Regions from separate parts of the Siniperca chuatsi genome. Here region 2 is linked to region 1. Evidence: chromatin contacts called from public Hi-C data. All regions are on one chromosome and are shown on one strand. Each heading gives the region's core, a stretch centred on a gene start, on an enhancer-like site or on the middle of the called end of the contact. The rest is flanking DNA. Distances are from core to core; before and after follow the strand shown. Region 1 holds the start of LOC122879591 (protein mono-ADP-ribosyltransferase TIPARP). Region 2 holds the start of ccnl1a (cyclin-L1a).

Region 1 (7,880 bases), core at 1,607-4,106:
CTGATCTGCCTCCAGTAATTGTGTGCAGGCATGTGAGCAGATAAGATTCAGAGGTTTGGGGAATGAAACACGGCACCTTTACCCTACCACTTACAAAGACCTACCTAATGTCCTTTCATGTGGTTTTGGTTCGTAGAATTAGTTTACTGTCCGTTTTATTTGGGACTGAGCGTTATTGCCATGGGGTTTAAAAACACAGGTCCTGCTCCTGCAAGCATCCACCCTGCTGTTCTGACCTCTGACCTCCTTTTCAGGGAGGCAAGTGAACATAAATTTAACCACAGAGACCGATGAAGCATCAGCACAATTACATTTCCCTCAAAGTCTGAGTATGATCCTGTATTTGCCAAATAAATACTCTAATAGTACTCCCAGCACAGATACTAACACACTATGGTACATTGCGTTATTCTTGATCTCCAAAGATATGACTATAGTATTTCTATAATGTTTCTTTAGGTTATCACACTTCACAACAGCACTCCTTCCCAGATGTACTAAAGGATCATCACAGTACTTGTTGTTTCATGAGTTCACAGATCACTCACTGACTTTTGTAAGACAACAAGCGAGCTGAAGTTGGCAGGCAGGTATCTCTTTAATAGGGCGTCCTCTGAGACAAGTCAAAACTTGAACAATAGGACGTCGTTATGCATGTCAGCCGAGGAGGAATGCTCGAGATCCGTCGGTATGCAACCAGGCAATTTACTCTTATATACGTCAGCCCTCTCATGTCTTCAGCAGCAAGCCTGTAATTTCCCAATAACCAACTCTCCTTGGAACTGCTTTGACAGCATCAGTGTTTGCATGGAAGACAATTGTACACATTTCTGTTTATCTCTGACCTCTTTAACCACAGCCTGTGGTAAAAAAAATAAACAGTAATAAACTGTAAACAAAAGTAAACAAAATAAACTGACGTAAACTACTACAAGGCGAGTTTGCATTTTGTGCATTTTGAGACCAGCCCTTTTGAGAAATCCTCTCTTTAGAAACTAGAAGCTGTTTGGTTGAGCAGGCTCATCTGCAAACAACGAAACTTACTCCGGAAGGCAGTGCAGCAAAGCAGGTTCCTAAAAAACTACTTCTGGTAAAACAGGGAGGAGAGGGAAGCTGACTCAACGTGCGGTCAGTAAACGTTATACTCCCTTATGGAAATGTGACAGATGAGCTGCAGAGGACAGAGTCAGGCTTCCTAATTGCTTTAAGAAACCAATAAACACCTGCTAATCATGAGAAAATGACTCACTCTCTTCACATCTGCTTTTGGCAGAATTATAATTATGTCTCAACAGGTTTCATGTTTAGTCTCATGTGAAATAATCTGGTGATTAAACATCCAAATGTTCCCAAAGTAGTTTCACCTCTTTTCAATAACTGTCAGGAGAGGAGTGATCTATCTACCATCTTCAAACAAGACTTTATTAACAAAATATTTCAGTTAACAAATTTCTTGAATACACAGCATTTCTAATATTTACGTGGTGGAGAGTACATTTGCTCAAGTACTGTATTTAAGTACAGTTTTAAGGTACTTCACTGAGTATTTCCAATTTGTGCTACTTTATTTTTCTGTTTTAATACATTTCAGATGCAAATATTGTACTTTTTCCTCCACTGCATTTATCTGACAACTGTAGTGAAGATTTTACTCACAAAACATGTAATCAGTTTACAAAATATGATATTCTATTGATTAAAGTACTCAACATCACATAAAGCAGTTCAAATTAGCTCCACCTTGACCAACTACAACATTAAAATACTGATGACAACTTTCTTATGAGATATACTTTAGAAAAGGTTTATATGTGGTAACTAATGGCTTTATTCATATTTATTAAATCATTTATTAAGGCATTACAGATTAATCATAGGCCAATCTAAACATTCTTTGTGTTGATAGGTTTTTGGTGGGGAATAATCCTTTGTAAGGAGTCAATCCTCACAGTACTTTTACTCTGAACAAATCCAGATTACCAACCAGGCAAAGCGGGCGACTGCCCCCGGGGCCCCAAAAACCCACTTCACTGCATGTCAATTTGTTTGGGAATGTGCTCCTCTAAAGTATACAAGAAGAGTCTTGCATTATTACCTAATCGTGTGAACCGGTCTTGTGGAGGGTTTCCTCCTGTGTCATAATCTAGTTTTAAGACCCTATTTTCTTTATATTGTGTTCATGTGATGCATATTCCTTAATACATTTGTGTTTAATCAAACTTCCTCAAGCTAACTGACAAATGGAAAACCGAGTCTAAACCTAGACTAGTAGCGTATTGGTCCAGCATAGGAGTACTGGTTCGATTTTGGGTTCTCTGTCTGCGCTGTATCTAATGGGTTACATACACAAAGCATTAAGCTTGGGTCAATAGAGACCCAATAACTTCTTTCTTTTTTCTTTTTTTGCCTGGGGGCCCCCTAACAGGTTAATATGGCAATGTCTAAAAGTACATTTTACTGATACATGTGTACTTTACTGAGATAAAGGTTTTAATGCAGGTGTTTTACTTGTAGTGGAGTATTTGTATGTTGATTTATTACTTACTTACTTTTACTTAAGGAAAGGGTCTAAATTCTGCTTGCACCGCTGGTGCTGGTCCGCCTTGATGGTTGGATGATGTAACGACATTTCTCGTCTTCAAGCCTTTGCGTCCAGTTTGCTTTGTATTACTTCCGGGGCCCGGCATAACGGCCCCAGAGGGTCCCGCGGTGCCCACACCCCCATGCAGCTTCTTCCGATCACCGCCAGACGACTCTCCCCCTCCCGCTCTTTGAAGCTAAGCGCCGCCTCTGAGCAGGTTACGGGGCGGGGCCTGAGTGTGCGGAGCCGGGAGGCAGGCAGGCAGGCAGAGAGTCTCTCGCCACAGCTGTGCTCCGCTCTTTGTCGGTTTCTGCTCTCCTGCGCTTTTCTGTCCGGTACAAGGATACAAAGAGAGGGACAGACAGCATGAAATAGAGACAGAGCATGAGAGCGGCAGGAGCGTCAGAGGGACACGAGAAACCTAACCGGACTACAGTCTAGTCCAGACACGGATACTATTATCTCCAGACTGGATACGGAGCTCCGCCGATGCACGCACTGGATTTTACCCACCAAAGAGTGTCGAGACCGCGGGGAGAGGGGCGGACTTTATCGCGCAGGTAGGGGTTTTTGTCGTCTCGGTGTCAGTGAAATGTAGAGAGGGTCTTTTCTTTTGCTTAAAGCGGCTCTGGGAAAGCTGCGCTGTAACAAAATCTCCCTGCCTGTTTACTGCAGTGCTACATTATTTGGTTCTTAAAAGCTTTTCAACTCCACAGCCCGTAGGCCTACAGCTCCGGGGCCGCCGAAGAAGTGTTTCTGAACCAGAGGAAAGCTGCTGTAGGGACGCGGTGAAATAAAGCTCCGGAGTGCCCCGTTTATCTTTTGTCGCTGCTCCGCCGCAGTGCCTTATGTGTCTGTGTGTGTGTGTGTGTGTGTGTGTGTGTCGACTGTAGCCTACGTGCAAACTTGCTCGGGCAGCGTTGTGTAAGCGGCACGTAGACTGCATGGGCCGCGTATCGGACTCCCGTGATCAAAATATATAGTCCCGAGAGAGAGAGGTTTTGTTACAGAGATGATTTTATCGCTCCTGTTCGGAGACGCAGCTGTAATTGCAGGCGTGACGTTAGTGAGAGACACCAGAATAAAAGGAAAAGACACTCTCTGATTGTACAGGCCTATTCTTATTTTTTATTTAAAAAAAATAAAAATAATAATCTGAGGCTGGTGACTGTGTGCTCAAGTTCCCTACAGCAGGATTAGGTAATATTTTTCCGCTTCAATTACTGGCTGCGCGAACCCTTTTCTCCTCTCCAAACGAGAGCCATTATATTCCTATAATATTCCTATATGGGTTTATAATGTGTCTGTGTCAGCGGGTCATTATGGTGGCTGTCGCTGTGTTGTTCCTGTTATATCTGCAGGGTCATTATGGGATAAGGGCCAGTTTTTGTCGGAGGGGTTGAACAGGTTTCGTTTCAGCGTAGCCTATAGCGCGCTAGCGTTTTCCTTTCCAGGAAAGGAAAGATGAGTTTTCACGGTTATTTTTATGGCATAAGTGGCCGTCCAAGCAACCTATTAATCATCGCTTTATGCGCCAGGATGTCTTCACCTTGGAAACCAAGATTATAGGATTATGGGTGTTAAATTTGATGACTACCTCTTTCTTTCTCTCTTTCTCTCAGGACTGACGGGGTTTAGGAGGGGATCATGGATAAAACTTTGCACATTCTCCAGAAATCCGCAGACGGTGTGCCTACTGGGATCTCCCTGGATATGAGTTTAAATATGGACGAAGGGGAAGATTTCACGGAACAGCAGATAGTGGGGCTTCCGGACAAAATACCTCTGGTGAAACCTTATTTCAAAAAGAAGCAGAGGAAATTGGACGCCAAATGCCTCCACCGCGCGCTGGAGGATCCTATACTGACCACTTTACTGAGCACGGATACGCTGGTCTCCGGGGATGGGGTGTTCGTTCCCCGGAACCAGCCGGGCCGGACTGCGAGCAACCTGTGCGCAGCGGTCGTGGTGAAACAGAACTGTATGGGCCAGGTGTGTCTCAAAGACCCTGGAGCTGCTGACGATGCCACAGATGGGGCTGGAGTTCCGGGGTTGATGACCCGGGACGGTGATGTGGAAATAGCCGATACTACTGCGGAGCTGGAGGCGACTGAGCTGCGAGGGGAGCGACCCAAGATCACCGATCCTACCCCCGACAGCCGCTGCTTTCAGCCGAAAACTGGCCTCAGGGCGGCCGGGAACACAGTGACAATACCGCCCCCCGTCAGGGATATACCTCCCATAGTTGCACCCCAGGCTCCTCACCAGGAGGGGGGCATCAAAAGCAATGACCTCTTAACCTCTGGGGCTAAAAACCTTCCAGTCAAAGACTGCACCGGCGTCCAGGACCCCCATCCCCTCCTCCTGCAGCCCGACAAAGGAGTGCTATTTTTTCAGGATAAAAGCGAAGAGGCCTCCCTGGACCTGGTTTTTGAGCTGCTCACCCAGCTCCAGTATCACACGCACCAGTCAGACTCAGTGGACATTTGTGTGGATTTCCTCCAAGGACAGTGTGTTTATGGCAATGACTGTGCCCACCACCACACTGTCCTGCCCTACTACTGGCAGATCCGCAGGAGCAGCAGTCAGACGTGGCAGAGCATAGCAGACGACTCCCAGGAACAGCTGGAGAGACTGTACTGCAACCCTGACAATGAGCAAGTCAGGCTCAAGTTTCAGTAAGTATCCCTCTATAGTGTTTACTGCAATCTGCAGGCTGTATTATCCTATACTGTGTATACTGTATGCCCTCTGGTTAGATACAGGATCCTACTGTGGAGGGAAGCAGTAACAGCATTTCTGTGTTTCTGTTTTGGATCTGTGCCTGTGAGTAGGGGGTCAATTCTCTTTCAGTTCAATCAATTCAAAATTCAAAAAAAAAAAAGGAACTGAAACCTGTAATTCATGCACTTGTGGAATAGGATCGATTTCCAACATGTCTGTTTTATTCTAGACAACAACACTTAAATGTTATTTATAATAATGTCTCAATAAAAATGGCTAGACTTTTAGCAGAACAATAAAAACAAAAAAATCTGTCAAAAATCAACTCAGGATCGATAGAGTCATTGGAAAGTATAGTGCATTGTACCCACACATTGTCAGGTTGTAAGTACTGCTGAAAAGGCTACTATGTGCTAAATTGATAGTTACATTGTTGCCATGTCACAAGTACCTTTTGAATTAACAAATATTTGACACTTGTGACATGGCAACAATGGTGCAGTAAGCTGCTAGGCTGCCGGTAAATGATAAGCACTGTTTGGTGTGTTGGAAACAGTAGACCTCAGCCTGAGCTTCCTCTTTGGTTTCACCACCGGTGACAAACTGAAAACTTTGACTCTACAGCTGTTCTGTACATGTGTGGCTGATGGACTGTAGCCAAGTGTACCTGTTTTAATTTTACTTTTACAGGTTTTAATGCATGTGTTAAAGTGTGTGTTAGTCCTTTTATCTTGTGTGTGTGTGTGTGTGTGTGTTTTGGCCTTCACGTGTCTTCTAGTTAATGTTTATCATATTAGCTATCGTGTCCTTGTGTAGACACGCCACTCCATCTCCCAGCCCTGATATTGGTTATCTATTTCCTGTATTTCCCTGCTCCCAAACTCGCCCTGTGATTGGCTGGAGCTCCTCCCAAACCAGACTTTACAGCACTCATGGCAGAAAGCTGTGAACTTTCATGACCCTCAGTTGCCTTGTGCGGTCACTGACACAGACGCACTTGGCAGCTTCTCTCCTTCCCTCGGCCATAGACATGCACACCACTGTGTACACTCACACTCACACTCACACTCACACACTGCTTGGCACGCAGATGGTCACACGAATCGGCTCCACAGAGAAGCTCAGTGGCTTGCAGTGCTCACACGCACGCCTTTTAGCAGACAGAGATAAACCTCTCTTTCACTCTCACACACCCACATAGATACACACAAATGCAAGCACTTGGCAAGCCCCAATAGGGTGACATAAAGGAGCATGCACCGCTTCCTGTTAAACTGTACTGTATGCAGGCACATTCACACACAGGCACTCACACACAATGAATACGTCTACATGGACTCTGTTGACTTTATTCTGAACACATATTGCTTATTGTTTATATTCCCGTTTACTATATACATGACTGAAGTTGTCCCCTCCACAGTAGTCCACATGACAAAGTCCCACCCACCTTCAGCCTTGAAGTCATATCTTATCCCAAAATCTTGCAAAATATTGCTTAGGTCTGCGACTAATCCTTATTTTCATTAACGGTTAATCTGACAAATATTTTCTCGGTCAATTGTTTGGTGTGTAACGTTTTTCACAATCACGATTTCTTAAAGCCCAACGTGACGTCGTCAGATGTCTTGTTTTGTCCAACCAACACTCCAAAACCCAAAGATATTCAGTTTACTATCACATCAGTTAAATAAACGCAGCTTAGAACTAGACAATGTTTGGAGTTTTTGCTTGAAAAATGACTTTGGATCAGTCGATTATCAAAATAGTTGAAGCTGAATATTCTGTTGATCGATTAATCGACTCACTGTTTCAGCTCTAGTAAGATTTGCAGTTGCAAAAAGCAGGCTGTCAGTTAAGCAGTTGAACTGTCATACTTGTCCCAAACTCAGCAAACACGCAGATAGTCATTGTTTGATTAAGGTGTAGACATGTCTTTAAGGCAACTATAGTTGTAAAATGCCACATTTGAACTATTTTATGTTCTCCCCAAGTCTGATCTCATAATGTGTTAATGTAATCAGCAAATTTGAATACCGTCTTAGTCACATCACAAGTGCAGTCTACATAGTCAATGTTTTGTGCCATTATACCCTCAAGCTATCAACCACATCAACATCATCAGGTCCTTCATGATTAACTGAGCCCTTTGAGCAGCCATGATGTGTGTTTGACTTTGTTTATATCTGTGTGGACAGTGTACACACACACACAGTTGCGTGTGTAAGATTTGTATGTGTCGTGTGTTTGACTTGTTGACTCATGTTTTTAACTGAAACTCTATGCAAAGTACATATTACTCCACAAACAGGATATGCACCTGGTGGTGTCAACCCAAATTCTTCAGAGGCCTTTTGAGTGTGTTACGCTCTCATACAGTCAGACGGGACCATCTGGGTCACTCGACTGAAGCTCCAGAATATTGCACCAGTATACTTGTCACATATTTGTTGTTGTTAATAATGATCATTTTCCTTCATATTGAGCATTATTCACTGTCATTTAGTTTGTAATGTGCACTAAACATTTTGCACAGCACGCATATTTGTATTTGTTTGTGATTTGCACCCAAGCT
Region 2 (7,880 bases), core at 1,668-4,167, 130 kb after region 1:
GGTTTCTGTGTGTGTGTTTGAGAAAGAGCCATGGGGCATGTGTGTGAGAGAGAGAGAGATCTGGCCTGAATAGACACAAGTCCTTGAAACACTTTCTACATCTTGATGTGTGCGTAACAGGCACACAGCATAAAGCCCCATTGCGTTGACATGAATGACATTTTGATCCCTCTTAAACATTAAAATTGAATCACCCTTAACAAATGCCCACACACACACACACAAACATTCAGTAATTATCATAGCAGGGCAAGCGTGCACACGTGTCCCTGGGGAATCTTTGTAAGTTGCTCGTAAACACACACACACACACACACACTCCGGGGAGTGGCGTGTGTGTTTAACTAAGCCCTTGTTCGTCACTGGGCGTCCCTGAACGCCTCTCTCCTGCGTCGTTATGGTCGTTCCGGAATTCTGCCGTCCCATGAGCCCTCCCACACCCTATAATTAGTGTCACCCGGGCAACCGGAGAAAGAATGCTCAGTATTCTTGTTGTCGTGGTAACTGCGTAAGTGTGAGGGCCGGAGGTGCTGGTTGTAGGTGTTGGTTAATGACAGGGACAATGAGACCTCAGTCTGCCACCTCATGTGGTGTATTAGTAAAACTGAGGTAGGTAAATCTGTGTGTGTGTGTCCCTGTCTGTCTGTCCCTTACACACCATACAGAGCCTCAAATAAGTTATGAAAGTAGGCCCTTATGCTATGTTTGCATGATTACAGCTATTGCTTACAATAGCTTCAGCCACACGCAGACACACACATGTGAATACATATAACCTAGGATAGAAAAAATGAAAAATCCTTGTTTCATTACACACATTTGGTGAAATATTAGTATTATATAGTTTGACGTCTAACAGGTATTCAAATTAAACAATCTGAGACATATAGAGGGGGAAATCACTCTTTGGTGGACGTGTGCAAGCTGTGACGAGAGGTTACAAGTAGACACTGCTTCATTTTAAGGGGTCTCAAGCCAAAATGTTGGAAAACACTGATATAAACTAAATTAATTGAGGTCTTAAAACTAGATTTTAACCCAGGGTGCTTCTACAACTCACGGCCTCATGAGGTAATAATACAGGATCCTCCACAGTTGATATTTAAAGGGTCAGTTCACCCCAAATCAAAAATACATATTTCCCCCTTACCTGTAACGCTATTTATCCATCTAGATTGTTTTGGTGTGAGTTTTGGAGATATCGGCCGTAGAGATGTCTGCATTTTTTGAATATAATGGGACTGTATGACACTCAGCTTGTGGTGCTCAAAGCGCCAAAAAAATACATTTGAAAAACTCAACAGCAGTGTCTCTTTCCAGAAATCGTTACTCAAGATCATCCACAGATTTGTTGTGAGCAGTTTCATGTAGGAACTATTTTCTTTCTACTGATAGTTTCTACATGAAACTACACAACTAATCTATATATAGCACTACAAGTAGGAGGGAAAATATGTATTTTTGATTTTGGGGTGAACTTTAACCTTAACCTTTAACTTTAGTGGCGGAAATTCCCTAACAATTAATCAAATTACCAAATACCAAATGACCTGCAGTGAAACTTGGGTTTGCCCATGCAGGGCAGTTGCTCTCTTTGCCAACAAACCAACAGAGACAGTAAACCAGCAAAGAAATGTTTGTGAATGTAGATACAACATTCAAAGAAACACACATACAGTCCAACACACACACACACACTACAGCAGTGTTGGCCCACAAGTCACTTGTTGGCAGTAAAACTGTAGTCAAACATTGCAGTCAACTGTACTGCAGCATCAGGTTGTTGCTGCGGATTCAGTACAAGGTCAGTGTATGTCTAACCCCAGGAAGCCCGCTGCTTCACTTGGAGCTCCCAGTTTTCAGATTTCAACCTCAACTGGTGTGTCTCTAGTTCTCTCTGCTGTCCATTTTTAGTTACTGCAAGGCTTCACGCTATAAAATCCTGGAGGATGAAGTGAACACAATGTTCCCTCTACTAACTGTGTATATGGAGCTGCACCTTCTTTGACACAATCATTGCCAGTCCTAAAATAAAGTTCCTAATTTGTCTTAAACCATTTTGTCCTGCTCTCCCTACGCGTGTTGCTGTACATTTAAACGGTTAAATAGAAAATTACTAAGTAGACATTACTGACTTCCTGTACACTGTGTGTGTAAACTAGCCATACAAACACTGAGTTCTTAATAAAATCTAAGTTGCCGCTATGACTTGTTGGCGGATGGATATGTTCCAGAGATAGCGGTGAGAAGTCCGGACTTTCCCGTAAAATACGTCACAGAAACCGTTGGTGGTAAGTCGCTTCCTTCTGCTGCCTTTAGGTGCTGTCGGAAATGTATGGGAGTATTGCTACAATTAGTGGTAAAACTGAGCCTCTGTACAGCTACCATTAGTTGACTAAATTGACTGAGACATGTTGGTCATACATGCCTAATTTTCTGATGTTTTCTTTATGGCTGGAGGACCTGTGGTGTTTTACTATAATAATGAAACTTTTTTGACCAACAACTATTTACGTATTAAGGTTTATGTGTCGTAATTTGTCATCTAAAACACTTTAGAAGTTGGAAAACGGAGCCCGCGTGGAGCTCTTGAAGGAAGCATGAGATAATGTACCATTTGTAATAAGGAAAACAATGGAAACATTATTGTATATCAGGGCAATTGATCTGTTTAGTAACTATTTATTTGTATAATACGTCATTAACTGTTTAGGCTATGTCCGAGATAGGTGACATTCAAGAACAAAATTAAGAAAGGGTAAATCAGTGACCAAATGATAAACAGTGAGCGTTTTAATAGGTGTTACATTCCAGTTTAATTTGTGAATTTGTTTTAAGAAATACATGCAGTTTTTCTTAAAGCATTCAATGTTGCGAAACTACTTTATCACCGCGGATGTGCACAAGCGTTTGAGTCTCAACAGGATGGTGACGTCATGTAATTTGTCACCCTGCTCCGCCGTCGTTCCGTCGAGGTGTAGCTGTATCTGGTAACCGCTGTTTTTAGGGTGAAGATGGCCGCAGGTCCTCTCTCTGTATCTTCAAATGCATCCACAAACAACGATGGCATCCTCATTGGTGACAAAGTTTACTCGGAAGTGTACCTTACCATCGACAACTCGCTCATACCGGAGGAAAGGCTCTCTCCTACGCCGTCGATGCTCGACGGCCTCGACCTGAACGCGGAGACCGACCTTCGCATCCTTGGATGTGAATTGATTCAGTCGGCGGGCATTCTTCTCCGGTTACCCCAGGTAAACCTTCTTGAATAGTTAGAATATGCAATGGTATACATTCTGGTGTGTGTTTTATTCACAACGAGCAAAAGTTGTTATTTTTCTAGTCCACAATACGGAACAGTCGGGTTGTTAGCAGTTTGCTAATGTTAGCTCTTGACGTTGGCGTGGTGAAGTTAAAATGGCGGCGGTCCATTGTGCAAGGTTAGGCCAGCTTATGCAAGACAAAAGTACAAACGTCATTCTCTATTTTTCTCGACAGGTGGCAATGGCAACGGGGCAGGTGCTCTTTCATCGTTTTTTCTACTCCAAGTCCTTCGTCAAGCACAGTTTTGAGGTAAGTCCGATCACGTTTGTGGATCATTGTAAAGCCGATGGTAACTCTGTAAGTTAGCATAGCATAACGTTATGGTTACGTCTGTGGCAGCCATGTTGTCGATACGTTGTACCAGAGTTTTTGAACTGTTTTAAGACACGGGGGGGGGGGGCATACTGAAGATAAATACGAAGCAAATCTCAAAGTACAGAAACAACGCTAAATCAAAACATTATTATTTGTGGAAGATCTTAAATTGTACACAAGTATTTAAAACAAAGCACATCTAAGTTAGTCATTCCTAAAACCTTTTCCAGATTCAAATGGTAGTTGGCTGGCTGGTCACTGTGACTTGATACGTCTGACAAACGTATCAGTAATATTTTATTTACAAACTCAACTAAAATTAATATTGGTAAGGAAGTCAGTATTACTATATAGGCTTGATTGGCCTGTCTGAGAAACATCAAGTACTGGTCTCAAAGTGGCCCAATATGGTTAAAATCCTCTTCACAGTACATGAACAATTGTATTGTGATATACCAACACAATGATGCAGAAATCACATATACATTCAACATTGTTATAAAGCTGATCTGCGCACAGATTTACAGCTTCTCCCACAGTGGCCTAATTCTCCTAGAGATGGGTTATTGATGTGAGAGCCGACACTGTGTAAACAGGCAAAAGATGGAAAGATGCCTTGACTGTTGACATTTATATTGTTTATGTTGTCACCTTGCCTAACCCTTGTGGTGATCACATGTGGACACTAGTTATAGCACACAGTTATTGAACTTTTTTGCTTCAATTGTCTTTGCAGATTGTTGCTATGGCTTGTATCAACTTAGCCTCCAAGATTGAAGAAGCGCCACGACGAATACGAGATGTCATCAATGTTTTCCACCATCTGAGACAGATCAGAGGCAAAAAGTAAGCACAGACATTGAATCCAGCGTTGTCTTTTGATTATTTTGAAATAATAATAAATGTTCTTGTTACATTGTATTTGTTTTTGATTTGATCAAATATGATGACCTGTTTTTGCTGTGAAAGTGCTCTTCTGTTTATCCATGTACTCTAAACCATTTTAAAACTTTTCAGTTTCCGCTTCACTGGTAGTTTCACAAGTGTAATTGTCTACATATAACATCTGAGTTTGACATTACACTGAAATTGATATCTCAACAAACTCACTTTAAAATTGGAGTGCATTGTAGGCATTGTAAGACGAGGCACAACTACTTTATTTGTGTGTGCCTTTGTCTTCATAGAAATCTGTACATGTCACTACTTTAGGCCTTGTTATTAACTTGGCTTCTTTTTTCCCTTGCAACCAACTAACAGCGACCAGCTACATTTACCAAAGCCTGGGTGATGTGGAATGGTACGTAAGATGAAGCAGTCGGCATGACAACCATGATGCAAGGGGGTCTCTCTCCTCCCCCAGGGCCACCCCACCCCCTCCTGTGGGAGACGCCCGTGGTCTGAGCCACCGTGGGGCACTGGTATCGGGGATGACAGGTTGGCCGAAGGTCCTTGGCCCCCGGGGCCCCTTGAGGACTCCTGTGGTTCAATCTTAAGCTTTGGGTATCTGTCCGTCAATCTGCGGACCATTGGGTAATGTAGTTTTCTTCTCTGACTGCTCCTCATGCATTTTTTTTGTGCTTCAAGAGCAAAACCCCATTCACCAACTGTTACCCATGGCTTTTATAGAAATATCACCTTGTTCGTTGAAGTTAGAGTAATTAATTGGGTACGTGTAGTCTTTGCGGATTATGTTTTCGTTTAGGGTCAGTGCATGTGCTGTAGCTTTAATAGTTTGGCATTATATGTAGTTAATTTGAATCAGCATTACAGTAAGTGTACCAGTAATTGTGATGCACTTGTAGCAAGCCTTTTATTTATTTATTTATTTATTTTTTAATTTGTGGAATTGGACTGTAAAGTGTCATGTTTTGTAATGGACATTATGCTGATCCTGGATGTTTTTTCCATGCATGTGGTTTGTAGCATGACAGTATTCACATTTAAATTTCTGTTATTTGAGACACCAAAATACTAGATTTGGATCTTAAATTTGTTAGCTGTTCTGAAAAGATTAAATGCTAAATTACTACTCACAAGTGTTAGAAGGATGTCTGTCGGGTTTTTTCAAGTTCTGTTTATTCTGGTCTTGGGATGTAAACTGTATCGTAATTAGTACATAATGTAGGAGGCTGATAGTTCATAATAGGAAGACTGACACCATAGCCTGTTAACAGATTTATAGAATACATGTCATCCAAGTTTTAGATTTTAGAAAGATGAGGGTTTGTTTGTTTTTTTTGTTTGGTTTTTTTTTTGGGAAGATTGCCATAAAAATGCCAGTAGATCTGTTTGTCTGCATCAGTAGCATTTTAAACATTCTGCTTTGTTTAATCAGCAGGTGTTTTGTAGGCTGGTCAGTGGTGGTGAAATGTAGGCACTTGACAAAGAGAACTATTTTTCTGATGTTTTCTTCTTGAGTCTGGATATCCTGCTGTACTATTAACAAAAGACAAGTAATCAGTGGTTTTGGTTACTTGACAGAGTATTATATCATACTGATGTATACATTACATGAGAATAGGTGAGAATTGTTTGTTTCAGATCATTATAGTAGTTTTTCATTTTTATTTGAGTTTCCAGTTTAAGTTTAAAGACTGTGTAAATATTTCTGCGCGTTGAGGTAGTGATGTGGGCGGTGATCTGAGTTGATATTTCTGTTAAAGCTGTGGCATGGGGTGACTGAGGTCGAGGGCTGTCTGTAGATCCCATAAGCTTTCACTGGAACCACAGGAGTCCACAAACCCCAGCAAACTGTCAAGCATGCAAACAGTTAAACCTGTTGCTTTTAGTTGGTTGAAACGGGAAAAAAGAAAAGAGTACAAGAAATCAAAAGGGCACTTTCTTTTATTTTATTTCGAAAGGGGGAAACATTATTTTATTTTGATTCCTTTATAAACTAGGACTCCCAGCTCATTGATACTTGATCAGAACTACATAAATACCAAAAACCAAGTCATCAAAGCGGAACGTCGGGTCCTGAAGGAGCTGGGCTTCTGTGTGCATGTCAAGCATCCACACAAGGTGAGTTAAAGCCACACACATAACTATTTCAATTGTGTAGAGTAGCTTAGCTATTTCAGCTCCATGCAGACGCAACCACACAGGAAGCAGCTTTGACAGGCTATTCTCACTTCTCAGAACAGACTTGGGCTTGAACAATGACACGCCTGATGCTGTTTCTGTGTTTGTAACACACAATCATTTTATTATTCCAGATTATCGTCATGTACCTTCAAGTCCTGGAATGTGAGAAGAACCAGACACTGGTCCAGACAGCCTGGTAAGTGCCATCCTAGTTCTCCATTGACCATCCCCCACAGCAGCAACCTGTCATGTCTGCAAGAAGTGCCACCAGACCTGGGCTAAAAATTAAGTTGAACGAGTTTCAAATGGTTGATTGAAGAGCACTTGATTTATCTGCTAGGATCTTGGGACACCGATATGTGGAAACACCTATCAGATAAGTGACATTTAAGTGCCCGTCATGTTTAAGCACAAATTTGAAAAGCATTCAACAACCATTTTGCCCAGGTCTGACTGCAACATTCCCTCACTCCATTTTAACCTTTCCACCTCTTTTTTTTTCTGATGGAGCAATTTGTTTTATTGCCTACACCTGTTACGTGTCTCACTCTCTTGTCTGCCCTTACATGGCTTTGCTGTAAAGTCTGTTTGATTTGCAGTGCCCAGGGAACTTGGTTTAACTTTGTCCTTTCTCTCTACTCTTTGATTAAAGGGTAGTCCATGCTGGTAAGTCACATAAAGAACCTCTGAACTCTGCCTCCTCCAACCACATGACCTCAGGAAGCTCCCCCCATTGGCTGGCTGCCCCTCTCCAGACAGCCAATCCCAATGCCAAGATTCACTGAAGGGGGCGGGCGGGCCTTTCCCAACAGCCAGCATCGTCTTGTTTTCTCTTGGGTGTCCAAAAGGATTTGTATTTTTTGGTCTTGCTACAAAGGTCTCAACTGTAATACCTACTTTAGCCAAGTAGTTACAGATACATTTATATTCTGACTTTTTTTCTAGTTTACTTGCATCTAGCAATGAAGTAAACTTAGCCAGAACAGAATAACTTTTTGACCAGTTTACCTGCCTTTTTTTTTTTTTTAAATATATATATATATAAAAGATTTTTTTTTTTTTTTTTATTTTTTTATAAATATTTACAGTAGAATACTGTGTCCTGTCCCCAACTGACGTGGTGTCCAGACATGTGTCTGTCTTACAGGCTGATC

The links. A called contact is a pair of places that touch in the nucleus more often than the background predicts.
Region 2: a contact with region 1 is called in a Hi-C map of liver, with 1.8 times the contacts expected there. The contact joins the promoter of ccnl1a here to the promoter of LOC122879591 in region 1. A contact is called at or near these places in 3 of 3 Hi-C or Micro-C datasets (liver, skeletal muscle and an unstated tissue).

Annotation. Positions count from the first base shown.
Region 1 is chrLG7:11,413,752-11,421,631 of ASM2008510v1, forward strand. LOC122879591 (protein mono-ADP-ribosyltransferase TIPARP) reads left to right here and starts at 2,857. Exons shown (of 7, transcript XM_044203876.1): 1 at 2,857-3,141; 2 at 4,204-5,259. The coding sequence starts at 4,229.
Region 2 is chrLG7:11,543,902-11,551,781 of ASM2008510v1, forward strand. It overlaps ccnl1a (cyclin-L1a), which reads left to right and starts at 2,918. Exons shown (of 10, transcript XM_044201566.1): 1 at 2,918-3,254; 2 at 3,499-3,573; 3 at 4,376-4,485; 4 at 6,543-6,663; 5 at 6,858-6,922. The coding sequence starts at 3,015.